Linked DNA regions of Mus musculus: region 2 is linked to region 1. A link is a contact called in public Hi-C data. All regions are on one chromosome and are shown on one strand. Each heading gives the region's core, a stretch centred on a gene start, on an enhancer-like site or on the middle of the called end of the contact. The rest is flanking DNA. Distances are from core to core; before and after follow the strand shown. Region 1 has its middle 31 kb from the start of Gm30316. Region 2 holds the start of 2310015A16Rik (a long non-coding RNA gene).

What was found. Hi-C and Micro-C count contacts between places; a contact is called where the count stands out from the background.
Region 2: a Hi-C map of the N1E-115 cell line shows a contact between it and region 1, with 2.5 times the contacts expected there. The contact joins the promoter of 2310015A16Rik here to the enhancer-like site in region 1. A contact is called at or near these places in 2 of 484 Hi-C or Micro-C datasets (LSK cells and the N1E-115 cell line), 3 of 115 datasets of contacts at active chromatin or transcription factors (the HPC-7 cell line, embryonic stem cells and pancreatic cancer cells) and 1 of 9 other capture datasets (embryonic stem cells).

Annotation. Positions count from the first base shown.
Region 1 is chr17:31,763,777-31,770,391 of GRCm38.p6, forward strand. No RefSeq gene overlaps it. Among named protein-coding and RNA genes, the nearest start is that of Gm30316, 31 kb to the left of the region's middle. Within about 2 kb of position 3,200, at least 128 of the 459 cell types and tissues checked have an H3K27ac peak or open chromatin away from gene starts, as enhancers often do. A contact at or near this core is called in the N1E-115 cell line, where this site is marked.
Region 2 is chr17:31,909,282-31,915,896 of GRCm38.p6, forward strand. 2310015A16Rik (a long non-coding RNA gene) reads right to left here and starts at 3,163. Exons shown (of 3, transcript XR_876746.3): 1 at 3,073-3,163. Gm30571 (a long non-coding RNA gene) reads left to right here and starts at 3,184. Exons shown (of 2, transcript XR_385538.3): 1 at 3,184-3,374; 2 at 3,454-4,522.

The sequences.
Region 1 (6,615 bases), core at 1,950-4,449:
TAAGCGCACCAGGGTCCCCAGAGCTCCTACAGCCATGTTCAGCCTTGGCCGTGAACTGTCTTCTCCCTTCTGGTGGTCAGATACTGTGGCGGTTTGAATAGTTTAGCCCCCACAGAGTCATGTGTTTGAATTCTTAGCTGATGAAGAGTGTGACCTTGTTGGAGTGGGTGTGGCCTTGTTGGAGGAAGTATGTCACTATGGTAGTGGGCTTTGAGGTCTCCTATGCTCAAGTTACACCCAGTGTGCCACACAGTCTCCTTCTGCTGCCTGGATCAAGATGTAGAACTCTCAGCTTCTTCTCCAGAATCATGTCTGCTTTCAATTCACCATGTTTCCTGACATGATGATAATGGACTAAGCCTCTGAAACCATAATCCATACCCAAGTGTTTTTCTTTATAAGAGTTGCTCTGGTCATGGTGTCTCTTCATAGCCATAAAACCCTAAGAACAGAAGTATCCACTGACGGCCAAGACTAGAGGTCCAGACACTCACTAGCAAAGCCTATGACTGTCCCAGGGTCTGCCTCCAACTGCTGCACCTTCTGATAGTGCCCTTCAACATGGTGCCGCCATATAGAAGGCAGAAAAAGTCATCTCCTTGCTCATCACCCTTCCCTGGTCATGTCTTGCCTCTGCCTCAGCACCTCAAGTGTCCTCCTTTGAAGGTATGCTAGCTGAGGTCCCTGTAGAAATTGGGGTGGTTTTTGGTCACACTTGTATCTTTGTCCCACCATGCTCTGACTGGGGCCACTGATGATGACCAAGTCCTAGTGACCTCATGGCTTTACTGTCCTACCACAAGTATCTTGGAAATTAGACTGCGTTGATGGTGATCCTGTGGCTGCACCAGATGGGGAGCACTCAGGACACATTTCCCCACAGGATGCAAACACATTTCAGAATCAACCCCACCTCTAGCAGCTCATGGGAACTCCAGTACAAGGTTCCCAAGGTGATGACAGACTGGCAGGGCAGGCATTCAAACTGCACCCACAGACAGCTTCCTTCCTGTCCATGGTAGCTGTTTTAGTTAGGGTTTTACTGCTGTGAACAGACACCATGACCAAGGCAACTCTTACAAGAACAACATTTAATTGGGGCTGGCTTACAGATTCAGAGGTTCAGTCCAGTATCATCAAGGCAGGAACATGGCAGCATCCAAGCAAGCATGGTGCAGGAAGAGCTGAGAATTCTACATCTTCATCTGAAGGCTGCTAGGAGAAGACTGGCATCCAGGCAGCTAGGATAAGGTTTTGGGTTTTTTTTTTTTTTTTTTTTTTTTGGTTTTTCGAGACAGAGTTTCTCTGTGTAGCCCTGGCTGTCCTGGAACTCACTCTGTAGACCAGGCTGGCCTTGAACTCAGAAATCCGCCTGCCTCTGCCTCCCAAGTGCTGGGGAGGATGAGGGTCTTAAAGCCCACAACCACAGTGACACACCCACTCCAACAAAGCCACACCCACTCCAACAAAGCCACACCTTCTTTTTTTTTAATTAGGTATTTTCTTCATTTACATTTCCAATGCTATCCCAAAAGTTCCCCATACCCTCCCCCCAAAGCCGCACCTTCTAATAGTGCCGCTTCCCAGGCAGAGCATATACAAAGCATCACAGTAGCCCAACAAAAACCTTCCAGAAATGACACTAGGCAATAGAGTGAGGAGCTTTTATGTGGGTGGGGCAGGCCAGCTTCCATAGCACCTGTTTTAGCTCTGTGTGCGACTCAAGCTGCAGGCAGAGTAGGTTCAGACAAAACCTGAGTAAACGCCCTGCGCCATGCAGGCTGAAGGTTCTCGTGAAATACCAGCCCAATTTCCTGCTTTCTTTTTCTCCTATCAAACAAGCCAGAGATGAAGTAGACATGTCCAAGACACAAAGGCCTGAGCAGGAGAGCCCTCTCCAGTGGGTTTATGACCGACTGGCCATCCTCCTGGAGAATCCAGGCAGATTGTGCAAAGAAGGATTGCATTTAAAACTTACTTGTATAAGACAGAGAGGTTACTCCAGAGACAGCCTTGAGGGAGAAGCTTGAGCCTGACCCTGAGTGTCAGGGACACTGCTATGTATCAGGAGACCTGGAGCTGTGGCTGGCTGCTTCCACAGTCCTAGGTATTCTAGGAGGCAGCCTGAATTGCTCTTCACTCGGCACAAGATCTCAGCAGCAGCTGAGGCCTGAGGCCCACTGGCACTCTGGGGTAGGGTTAGTTCTTGATATTCCTGTAACCACAGCCTAAGCCAGCCGGCCTCAGGGACTACAACACACGGTTGTGTGCTAGACAGACCCACCTGGGCCCATGTCTTCTCTCTATATATTGTTCACAACATAGCTGGCTCCAGGACCTGAAACCAGGAGCTGGGTGGGGCTCACAGGTCTGCTTTGTTTGACATACATTCTGCACTTAAAACGTGAGGGATTAAGTGCCAATATCGATACTCCGTGAATTAATGTAAAAAAACATTCTGATTTGGGTCTTTCAGGAAAAATAGGAAGATCATTGGCTAGGTTTAAGGCCTAACTGCCTCCTCTGGGTCGGACTCACTAGCTTCCCAGTGCCTGCTATTTACTTGCAAATGTTTGGAAAAGGGGTTATAGCTCAGGGGTTCTTAGAATCTCAGATATTACTGGGTAACATAATAAGTTTTGATCAAAAGCTTCACGAGTGAGTGAGTAAATGAAATTAGTGAATGAGTGAAGAAACAAATGAATAAGTAAAGAAATGAATGAATGAGTGAAGAAATGAATGAGTGAAGAAATGAATGAATGAGTGAAGAAATGAATGAGTGAAGAAATGAATAAGTGAAGAAATGAGTGAGTGAAGAAATGAACGAATAAATGAATAAGCAAAGAAATGAATGAATGAATGGAGAAATGAATGAATGAATGAATGAATGAGGAATTGAATGTGGCAATGGAGACAGGGAAAAGCCATGAATAAGATGGCCCTCAGAACCCATGCAGTGGGGGGGTTCTGGGGATAAATCACACCGTCTGTTTCCTCTTCAGACTGACTTTGTAGCCTGCTGTGTGACTGGCCAGTCTCTGGCCGCTGAGGTCGGTCCCAGACATCTAGTCCTGGGTGACAGACTGCTACAAGGCCCTTGATGTTCCTCCTGAGGCCTGGGAAGGCAGCCCATGCCCATCTGCTCCAGCTTCGCGGCGTGAGGCCTGCCGTGGGAGCTTCTGCGCTGCCTTTTAATGGCCCGCTTTGTTCTTGGCTCCGCGCACGCAGCCAGCCTGCTCGTCTGCTGAGCGGCCACATGCCAGTCATTAAGATAGCAGGCTGCCTGTGGAGCTGGACAGCTTCCATCACCGCTCACTCGCCTAGGAAAAGACCCCTTTCTTTCTGGGAAGGAGCCTGGTGACACAGGAGTGTGCCTGCTGCCTTCTCTGTCACCAACTGTCAATTTGGACTTCAAGAGGAGTCCGTGGGTGCCCTGTGAGGACAAGGAAGCCGCACCCACGGCCTGTCCTTGTAAGGTGCATGCGTGCCTCCTAACTATAGTGATAGTCTTCACCCTTCTCTTCAGCAAACCCAGGCCTGTGCTTGCCCTACCCACCTGGACCAAGGCCAGCAGTTCTGTGTCCCTGGCAGACGGCCTGGGACCGGCAGATAGATGCACGGGAAGCATTTGCTGCATCCCCTTTAACTCTTGCCTTCTGTTCTGCAAGTGGGACAAGGAGCATCGCTCTGGACCAGTGACCCCAAAATGCTTGTCCTTGTGGGGAACACGGGTCTATTTCAACATGCAAAGCAGGTGGGAAGCTGCTAAACATAGCTTCTGGGCTCAGCCCCAAGTGCTGGGTCTTTCTTCTCTAGAGTTCATTCACATTAGTGTGCAAAGCAGACCGGCTCTGATGAGGACACCCCCTACACACACACACACACACACACACACACACACACACACACCCATTCCACCCTAAGCCTCCCTGCAGAGCTCAAACTGGCTAATCTCACTATCATAAAGCAGAGTCTAGCCAAGGAGAATAACGCCCCAGATAAGGAGGCAGAATGGGACCCCAGATCATGCCCCGTACCCCTATGCTGCTCTGCCTGCATGGACCCGAGTGGGAGGCAGAAGCAATGCCCTCTGTCACTCCTTATGGACTGGTTAGAGGAAGGGTCAGTCGGGGGGAGCATGCAGGGACAACTCCACAGCCACGAGACTGAGGATGGCCTGTAAGCTACCCCTGAGCCCCAACTTTGTATGAGCAAGGAGAATTTAGAGACAGAGTTCCCCTGTAGACCAAGGCTGGGCCTCAAACTACACTCCAAGGGACAGTGGCATGGTCCCAGGAGGCTGGGATGGAATCAACCTCCTGTGTGCTCTGAGATACATGTTGGCGCTCCACTGTTGGGATCCCCTTCCCAAGGACAGGTTTCTTGCAGTCCTTGTAGCCTGACACTGCCCCTGGGTGGATTGCCGGTACTACCTCCAGGACCAGGAACTCAGCTCCTATAGAACAGGTCCTATAGGAAGAGCCTCTGTGCTCTTCCAAGGGTCTCCTTTGCATGCCGAGGGGACCCCAGATGCCCACTATGCTACAGGAAGCAGAACAAAACCTGGATGTCTCTTCTCATTGTGTGAACAAGACAAGGGTGCTCGTCATACTGCTTGTTTGTATGTGGCCCATCGAGTGACCAAGCTTCCAGTTCCTGTTCCCCACAAGCTTCCTGTGGCTTCCCCAGTAAAGTACCAGCAACCAAAGAGATATGGAGGACATGGCAGACACATGCCCTTTTCATTGGCTTTTAAAGAGTGTGTGTGTCTCTCTGTGTATGTGCATGTTTGTGTGTGTGCATGTGTGTCTGTGCATGTGTTTGTGTATGCGTGCATGTGTATCTCTGTGTGTGTCTGTAAATATGTACATGTGTATGTGTATCTGTATGTATGTGTGTCTGTATATATGTACGTTTATATATATGTGTGTGTCTGTGTGTGTACGTGTGTATGCATATGTGTGAATATATACATATATATATATATAACATATATATATGTCTCTCTGTGTGTGCATATGTGTGTGTCTCTGTGTGTGTCTGCATAGATGTGTATATGTGGGTGTGTATGTGTGTGTTTGTGTGTGCAGGGTATGGCTGCTCTAGAATGGAGAGGTGTGTATGTGTGTCTCTGTGTGTCTGCATATATGCACGTGTATATGTGTATGTTTGTATGTGTATGTGTATATGTGTGTGTATATATGTGTAACTCTATGTGTGCATATTTGTGTGTGTCTGCATATGTGTGTGTGTTCAGGATGTAGCTGCTCGAGAATGGAGAGGAGGAGGCCTTGAGAGGCCATTGTATGAAGTTCTGAGATGAGGCCCAGGCTGCTGTTGGAAACCCAAGGAGACTGAAGATGTCAGGATCATGGGGCATTTGTTAAGAACTGTGGGCATGGAGTGGGCCATTCCAGGGAAGAATTCATGTGTCCGCTGTCTGACAGGCAGAGCAGGCTGCTCAAGCCTTCTGGAACCCATCTGATTCCGTCACAACTCCAGATGCTGAGCACGGAGCTGCAGGGTTTGTGTTTTCTGGGCTGGGTTTTTTGGTCTTGCTTTGGGTTGATCATTTCTTGCTGTACCTCCATACCTCCATTTTGGAATAGGAATATTCACTTTGTAGCATTATATGCTGGAAGTGTGGTGGTTTGAAGGAAATGTCCCCATAAGCCTCAGGCACTTGAATACTCCTCCCCAGTGGGAGGCTGTTTGGGAAGGACTAGGGGGCATGGCCTTGCTGGAGAAAGTGTGTCACTGGGGGAGGGTTTTGAAGTTTTAATAGAGCCACACCATTCTCCTTAGCTCTCCTCTGCCTCCTGCTTGTGGTTCAGGATGTGAACTCTCAGCTGCTGCTCCAAAGCCATACCTGCCTGCCTGCCTGCCTGCCTGCCTGCCTGCCTGCCTGCCTGCCTGCTGCTGTATTCCCTACTAACAGGGTCATAGAGTCTTACAGCGCAGGAAATGTAAACTCCAAATAAACACTTTCTTGTATAAGCTGCCTTTTTTTAAAAGATTTATTTATTATTATATTTAAGTACACTGTAGCTGTCTTCAGATACACCAGAAGAGGGCGTCAGATCTCATTAGGGATGGTTGTGAGCCACCATGTGGGTGCTGGGATTCGAACTCAGGACCTTCAGAAGAGCAGTCGGTGCTCTTAACCACTGTGCCATCTCTCCAGCCCATATAAGCTGCCTTTTATCACAGCAGCAGAAAAAGAAGCTAATACAGGGGTAGCTAGTTTCTCATTCATAACAATACAATTAAGAGACTTTGGACATTTAAACTGTTGGGGGATATCTGAAGTTGGACTGGATGCATGTTACATTATTAAGGCAGCGATAGTCTAAGAGGATCAGGGGTGGGAAGTTATGGTTTAAAGCTGATGACTTTGGGTGTCAAGTTGGGGTTATGATAGTGTTAATTATCAGCTTGGTATGAACTAGAATCACACCAGACATGAACTGTTAGCATCCCAGAGAAGGATGGCTTCTGGGCAAGCTTGTGAATTTCTTGCTTAGGTTAAGTGGGAAGACACATCTTATTTGTAGGAGGGGTCGTTCTCTGGGCAGGGATCTAGGACTGTGTACAAAAGGAGAAACTGAGCTAAAC
Region 2 (6,615 bases), core at 1,913-4,412, 150 kb after region 1:
CTGGCCCTCAAAAACCAGATGGGTCAGGTAGCTGGAGGGCTGGCCCAGGAGAGACTTACCAGAGCCACAGGAGGGGACATGCCTGTCTTCCCAGCCTCTATAGGCTTCAGACCCTCCCCTGTATACAGGGATGTTCACTGCAGTGGGCTCTGTGCATGGAAGACTGATGAGCTTCTTCACTGAAGACATCTTGACATACAATAAATTCGGGAGATTAAACCAGCAGAAGCACAGATGAGGGATCAGGGCTTAGACATCAGAACTAGATGTCACACAGGCTCAGGGACCCTGAGGCCGTCATTGGCCCAGGGGTTCTTCTTCCTCAGGAAATGTCCTCCAGGCTCCTCAAGCACAGCCAATCCTGAACCCTGATCATCTCCTTGGTGGGACCTTTTCCACTGAATTCTTCTCAGGTAGACTCCTAAGAAGGACCTAGAGTCTCAGGTCCCCACCCTCTCCAGTCCTTGGCATAGCTGGCAAACGCCCCACCCCACTGTGTGCTGACACACAGCTTTCTAATTACATTAAGACTTTCCTTTGTGTTCCTTGCTGCTGGTGGTGGGTGACTGGGCTCAGCATTTGCTCCACAGGACACAAAGAACAAGTCCAGCATGGTCCCATGACAGAAACATGGACGCACAGTCATTCGGGGCAGCCTTCAACCCACGTCTTACTTTCAAAGGTCTTCATGTATGCGGCAGTGATTAAACAGTTACTCAGTATGTGCACATGCCTGAAATCCCAGCACTCAGTTCACTTATCACTTGTGTATCCATAACCCCACCCATCCAAGCTTCCGCCCATCGACCCATCCATCTATCCTTCTACCCACCCACCCTCCACACGTTCATCTATGCATCCCTCATCCATTCATCCATCCATCACTCTATCCATCCATCCCTCTGTCCATCCATCCCTCTGTCCATCCATCCATATCTCTATTCATCTATCCCTCTACTCTTCCAACCACCTGACTTTTGGTGCAAGGTCACTAAGAGATGAGAACAATCCTGTCCGCTAATAGGAGAGACAGGCCAGGCGTGGTAGTGCACACCTTTAATCCCAGCAGTCGGGAGGCAGAGGCAGGCAGATTTCTGAATTCGAGGCCAGCCTGGTCTACAGAGTGAGTTCTAGGACAGCCAGTGTTATACAGAGAAACCTTGTCTTGACGCCCCCCCCCAAAAAGAGTGAGGTACAGCCAATCACGATAGTGAACCTCTATAATCCCACCATTCAAGAAGTTGAGGAAAATGACAAGCCCAAGGCTAGCCTGGGCTACATGGGAAGCTCTTGTCTCAAAGTGTGTGTTTGTGTGTGTGGAGGGGGCATTCCCAAGAAAATTCCCAAAGACTCGAGGGGATATAACAGGGTGAGATTTGCCCGTGATGAGCTGAAACTGTCATTGGTGTGAGTTAATGCTTGAGCCATGTGGTAACGTTCATATTGTGCTTAAAATGAGCTGTGTTTACAATTGTGTCTGTGTCCCCAGTGGCCTGAAACCACAGTGCATGCTGTGATGATGTTCACACAGCCACAACACTGCTAATGCTTGCAGACACTGGCACCATCACTAAGCAAGCGAGACTCTGAAACAGAGCAGACAGCCCTGGGTCAGTGACTGACTCTACCTCCCCCGTCCCTCCAGGGTCTCTCCTCCACCTTCCCTGGGGCTGAGCAGATTCCAGCCTGACTCACTCTGCCTGAACTCTCCTTTTCAATTTCCATGAGCTTCGTGGGGTTAATTCCAAAGACTCTAATTCTGACCTAACTCTACTTTCTATAACCCAAATTCAGGCATCTTTTATGAGGCTCAGTGCCTTTTTGCTAATAGATAGTTTTTGCCTTGTTGTGTGTGTGGAGGGAGTGGGGATTGTTATTGCTGTTGTATTTATTTATTTGTTTGTTTGTTTATTTGTTTATTTTAGACACTATCTTGCTTTTCAGGTCTGGAACTCACTCTGTAGCCCAGGTTGGTCTGAAACTCACAGAGATCCGCCTGCCTCTGCCTCCCAAGTGCTCGGATTAAAAGTGTGCGCCACCACACCTGGCCCTTTTAAATCTTGTACCCTGGGCACACCTGGTGTACCTCCCGAAATATACTTTCACTTAAAGTCATCCGTTCCCAGCATCTACCTAAGAGGAAGGAAAGCATGCCTGCTTAAAGAGAAGCTCAAAAATGGCCTAGAGTTGGGCGTGGCGGCCACGCCTTTAGTCCCAGCACACAGGAGGCAGAGTCAGGCAGATCCATGTGAGTTGGAGGCCAGCCTGGTCTAGTCAGTAAATCTCAGGACAGCCAGAACTGTTACACAGAGACCCTGTCTTAAAAACCAAAGATCAAAAAATAAATAAATAAATAAAAAGAAAGGAAGCAAGCAAAGGAAGGAAGGAAGGAAGGAAGGAAGGAAGGAAGCAAAGGAAAGATGCAACAGCTTCATTCACAATGACCAGAAAGCAGGAGCATCCAAGTGAGCATTGCCTGCTGAATGGAGAAACACCATTGGTTCATTCAAACAGTGGTGATACCAGTCACACAGGAATGAAGCAACGCCTCCTGTACAGGTCCGTCAAGTCCCCAGGATATACCACTCCATGGGAGGAACCATGCGTGGAGGCCACTGTCCCTGAATATCAGAGCAGGCCAGTCTAAGGAAACAACATTGGTGGTTGCCAGGGGCCCGGGCAGGAACAGGGATTAGCTGTAGCCAGTAAAGTCACTTAACAGAACCGAGGGCTGAGGAGACCGCTCCGTGAGTCAGACAATTGCCGCACAAGTATGCGGCCCTGAGTTCGGATCCCCAACATTTACAGAACCGGGCCTGGCTGCCAGAGCAGCAGGCTGAAGGTCTAGCTGCAGACCCTGTGCAAAACAATGTGGAAAAGCCATCAAGGAAGACGACACCCTCGGCATCAGCCTCTGGCTACTACATGCTGAGCTCGTGTGCGTGCATGCACGCTTGCTTACACACACACACACACACACACACACACACACACACACACACACACACGACAAGCGAGTGATTCTCCAAAACAAATTCAGGCAGAAGGGCAGGTAGGCTCTGAAGCGTTTACCTAGGCCGTGGCTGGCAGCCTGAGAACACCCTTCCCTCCGTGTCAAGTCTGTACTCAAAGAAGAAAAACTTAAACAAATAAATAAACAAAAAAAGCAGCTGAGCAGGGCAGCCGCACCCAGCATCCTGGCCGCGGCGGGAACATTCCGTCTCGGAACCCCGGTGGGTCTCTGTTTGTGCAGGCAGAGCTGTCTGACGCCATTGCCCGCAGCTGGCATCTCTGCCCTGGAGCCTCAGCGCCATGGCCCAACCCTCCCTCTGTGGGCTGGGCCTTTCAGGACTACATCTGTGAGCACTGTGCTGGTAAGCTGACAGAGGGTCAGTACCGGGCTCGGCTACACCCTTCGCTATAGTAGAGATGTCATTGTCCCCAACCCCGCAGAGTAGCAAAGACCTGAGAGAAGCCCCGACAGCATCCTGTCCACAAGGAAGATTCCTCATCTTGACTGCAGCCTGCTCTCCCTTCAATAGAGAGAGACAAGATCCCTACCTCGTGCCATGGGGCCCAGAGGAGACAAGATTAATGGATGGGTAATATGTTGGGCAACGTGCAGTGGGGCTGTTTGGCACGTCCCTTTATCTTTCTGTCGCTTGGGTGACGCCTTATACAGAACTAAGGGACACACAGCTGCCTGGGCTGGTGATTGCCTTGATTTTCACTAAATCCTTTCTACCGTGATCACTGCCGGCGAGCAGCTCTTCTGAACTCTTCCAGCATCTGGAACAGCCTGGACCGGCAGAAACACCCACAGATGTAATTAGCCCAGGAAGCTGAGCTGCGTCACCTCACACGGGTTCTGAAGCTCCGGTGTTTGCTGCCCCTTGCTCATTCCCACGCGTATTTTTAAGCCTTCCTGCCTGGCTGCCTGGCTTGAGGTATCCCTGGGGCTCAAGTGATGTGTGTTGACATTCTCCCGAAGTTACAGAAGTCCTTAATGATCCAAATTTAAAATATCATCTCCCCAGACAGATAGATTGGTGGTGATCTGCCTCTGGACTAGATTGGTTCAAATTAAATTTGACCTAAGGAGGCCTCCGGAGGGGTGCCTAGGTCAGACTTTGCAGCCTGGTGTGGCCAACTAAGCCTAGTGGCTCTATAACAAAAGCAGGCCTGGCTGCTGCTGGCCCAACCAATCACAGGCAGAGGTTGGACTCAAGCCAGCCTCAGATCTTGCTCAGGAGATCTGCACGGTCCCCATCACTGTGCCTCCATCCGGCTGGATTTCCAGGGCATGCTGCCTGACAGAACTGGGAACCTTTCTGAGGGATGCCTGGGCCAAGCGTCAGAGGAGCTGAGGACCCAGGCACACCTGCTCTCACTTTGTCTTCAGGAATTGATTTTTAACCTTCTTTCTTGGGGGGGGGGGGTTACATGTGTGTGGTTCGTGCACACACTTATGTGTTCCAGCCTATGTGTTTGAAGAGACCAGAGGAAGCCCTTGGGCATTCTACTCTGTCACTCTCTGCCTTGTTCCTTTGAGACAGGCTCTCTCACAGAACCCGGAACTAGGCCAGACAACCTCAGCAATCTCTGTGTCCGCTCCACCCCACAGCACTGGGTAACAGACGTGCGTGGCTTTTATCGTGGGTGCTGGGATCCAAACTCAGGTCCTGGTGCCTGCACAGTCAAGTGTGTGACTGGCTGAGCCTTCTCTCCATTCCTGTAACAGTGTAACATCTGGGTGGAGTTGCCTTCACCTAGACATCCCTCAAATAGCTAGTCAGCGATCCCTTTATCTTTTAACTTTATCCCTGTGAACTTTTATTATGAAATTACCTTACACAATCATAGACAAGCATATAGCAACTACCCTGTACCCAACTCCCCTGCCACCTCCAATACTGTCCAAGGACCAGCGGCACCCTGCCCCAACCCCCTGCCATACAACCCCTGACATATTTCCTCCTTTCGGTGATCACTGGGCAGAGGCATCTCAGGATGGTAATTACTTGTAGAATAATCCCAATACCATGATCAATTCCAGGAAAAGAGCTTGACACCCGCCCCCACTCCCGCCCCCCAGGTTTGTCACAGCTGTGGCTTTTGTCTGTCAGCAGTCTGGCTTCACTTGAAGGTTGGGGTCTAGGCTGTGTCCAGGGCTGCACATGGCCACCAGGTCTCCTGCATCTGTTTTTTTTTTTTTCCCCATGTGTTTGTTGAGGAAGCGTCATGCTCTCCTAGTTCCCAGATTACTCATGGCCTGTGGTACTGTTCAGCATGGTCTCTGTCTGAGTCAGGGTTTCTATTACTGCGACAAAACACCATGACCAAACAGCAGGTTGGGAAGGAAAGTGTTTACCTGGCTTATACTTTCACACTGCTGTTCATCCCTGAAGGAAGTCAGGACAGGAACTCAAGCAGGGCACGAACCTGGAGGCAGGAGCTGATGCAGGTTATGGAGGGTGCTGCTTACTGACTTGTTCCCCTCGGCTTGCTCAGCCTGCTTTCTTATAGAACCCAGGATCACCAGCCCTGGGATGGCACCACCCACAAGAAGCTGGGTCTTCCCCTGTCAGTGGTTAATTAAGAGAATGCCCTACAGCTGGATCGTATGGAGACATTTTCTCAATCGAGGCACCCTCCTTTCAGATAACTCTAGCTTGTGTCAAGTTGACATAAAACTAGCCAGCACAGTCTTCTGTCTTCTGAAAACCTATGGTTAGGGTATAGTGTCCCTTTGGTGGTCGTGTGGAGCAGGCTGGCCTTGAACTCAGAGATCCACCTACCACTGCCTCCCAAGTGCTGTGATTAAAGGCATGCGCTACCACTGCCCAGGCCCTTAGCTGACGTCCTCTGTGGAATTTCCCTCCACCATTGTTAGCCAGCACAGATGATAAATCCTCGAAGCTGCCTCTTTATCAGCTTACAGAATAGTGGCTTTGTTCCCTATCTGTCTCCAAAGACGAAGAGTTGATGAACTACATTTACAAAACCTCACTATGATGTCTGGGAGTGTGAGATGTGTGTCACTTGAGTGTGAGTGTGCCCTCAGACCTGTGTGCTGAATGCCTAGACCTCAGGTGGTGAGGTGGTGAACTCTACATATGTCAGGAGGTAAGCCAGCTGGGAAAGAAACTGATTGAGGTCTGTCTCTTGTCTCTGATGTCTTTCTGCCACATTTGTGAATACGCACCTCTGTGTGTGTGTGTGTGTGTGTTGGAGGTCTGGCCTGTGGACAGGCCCAGATGGGGAAGGACTGTGAGAATTGGCTGTGGGGACCAGCCATCAGCAAGACTGGATCCTGAAGCAGTGTGTGTGTGTGTATGGGTGTGTGTGTGTGTATGGGTATGTGTGTGGCACTTACTGGTTTGCTGTGTCATGGCTACAGGGAGCCACGTATGTCGTCATTCTGTCTCTCTCTCTGCAAAACTGTGAGAAAATGGTTTGTTGCCTAGTCTCAGAGCACTCGGAGGGACAGGTGTGTTTACCTCAGTGACTCTGCTGCCCGTGGCCACTGGGTGGCTGGTTAAAGTTTGTGCTAGGCTGCTTGCTTGGTGAGATCGGCGCAGAGGATGAAGGGATTGCTGACCGGCTATTTGAGGG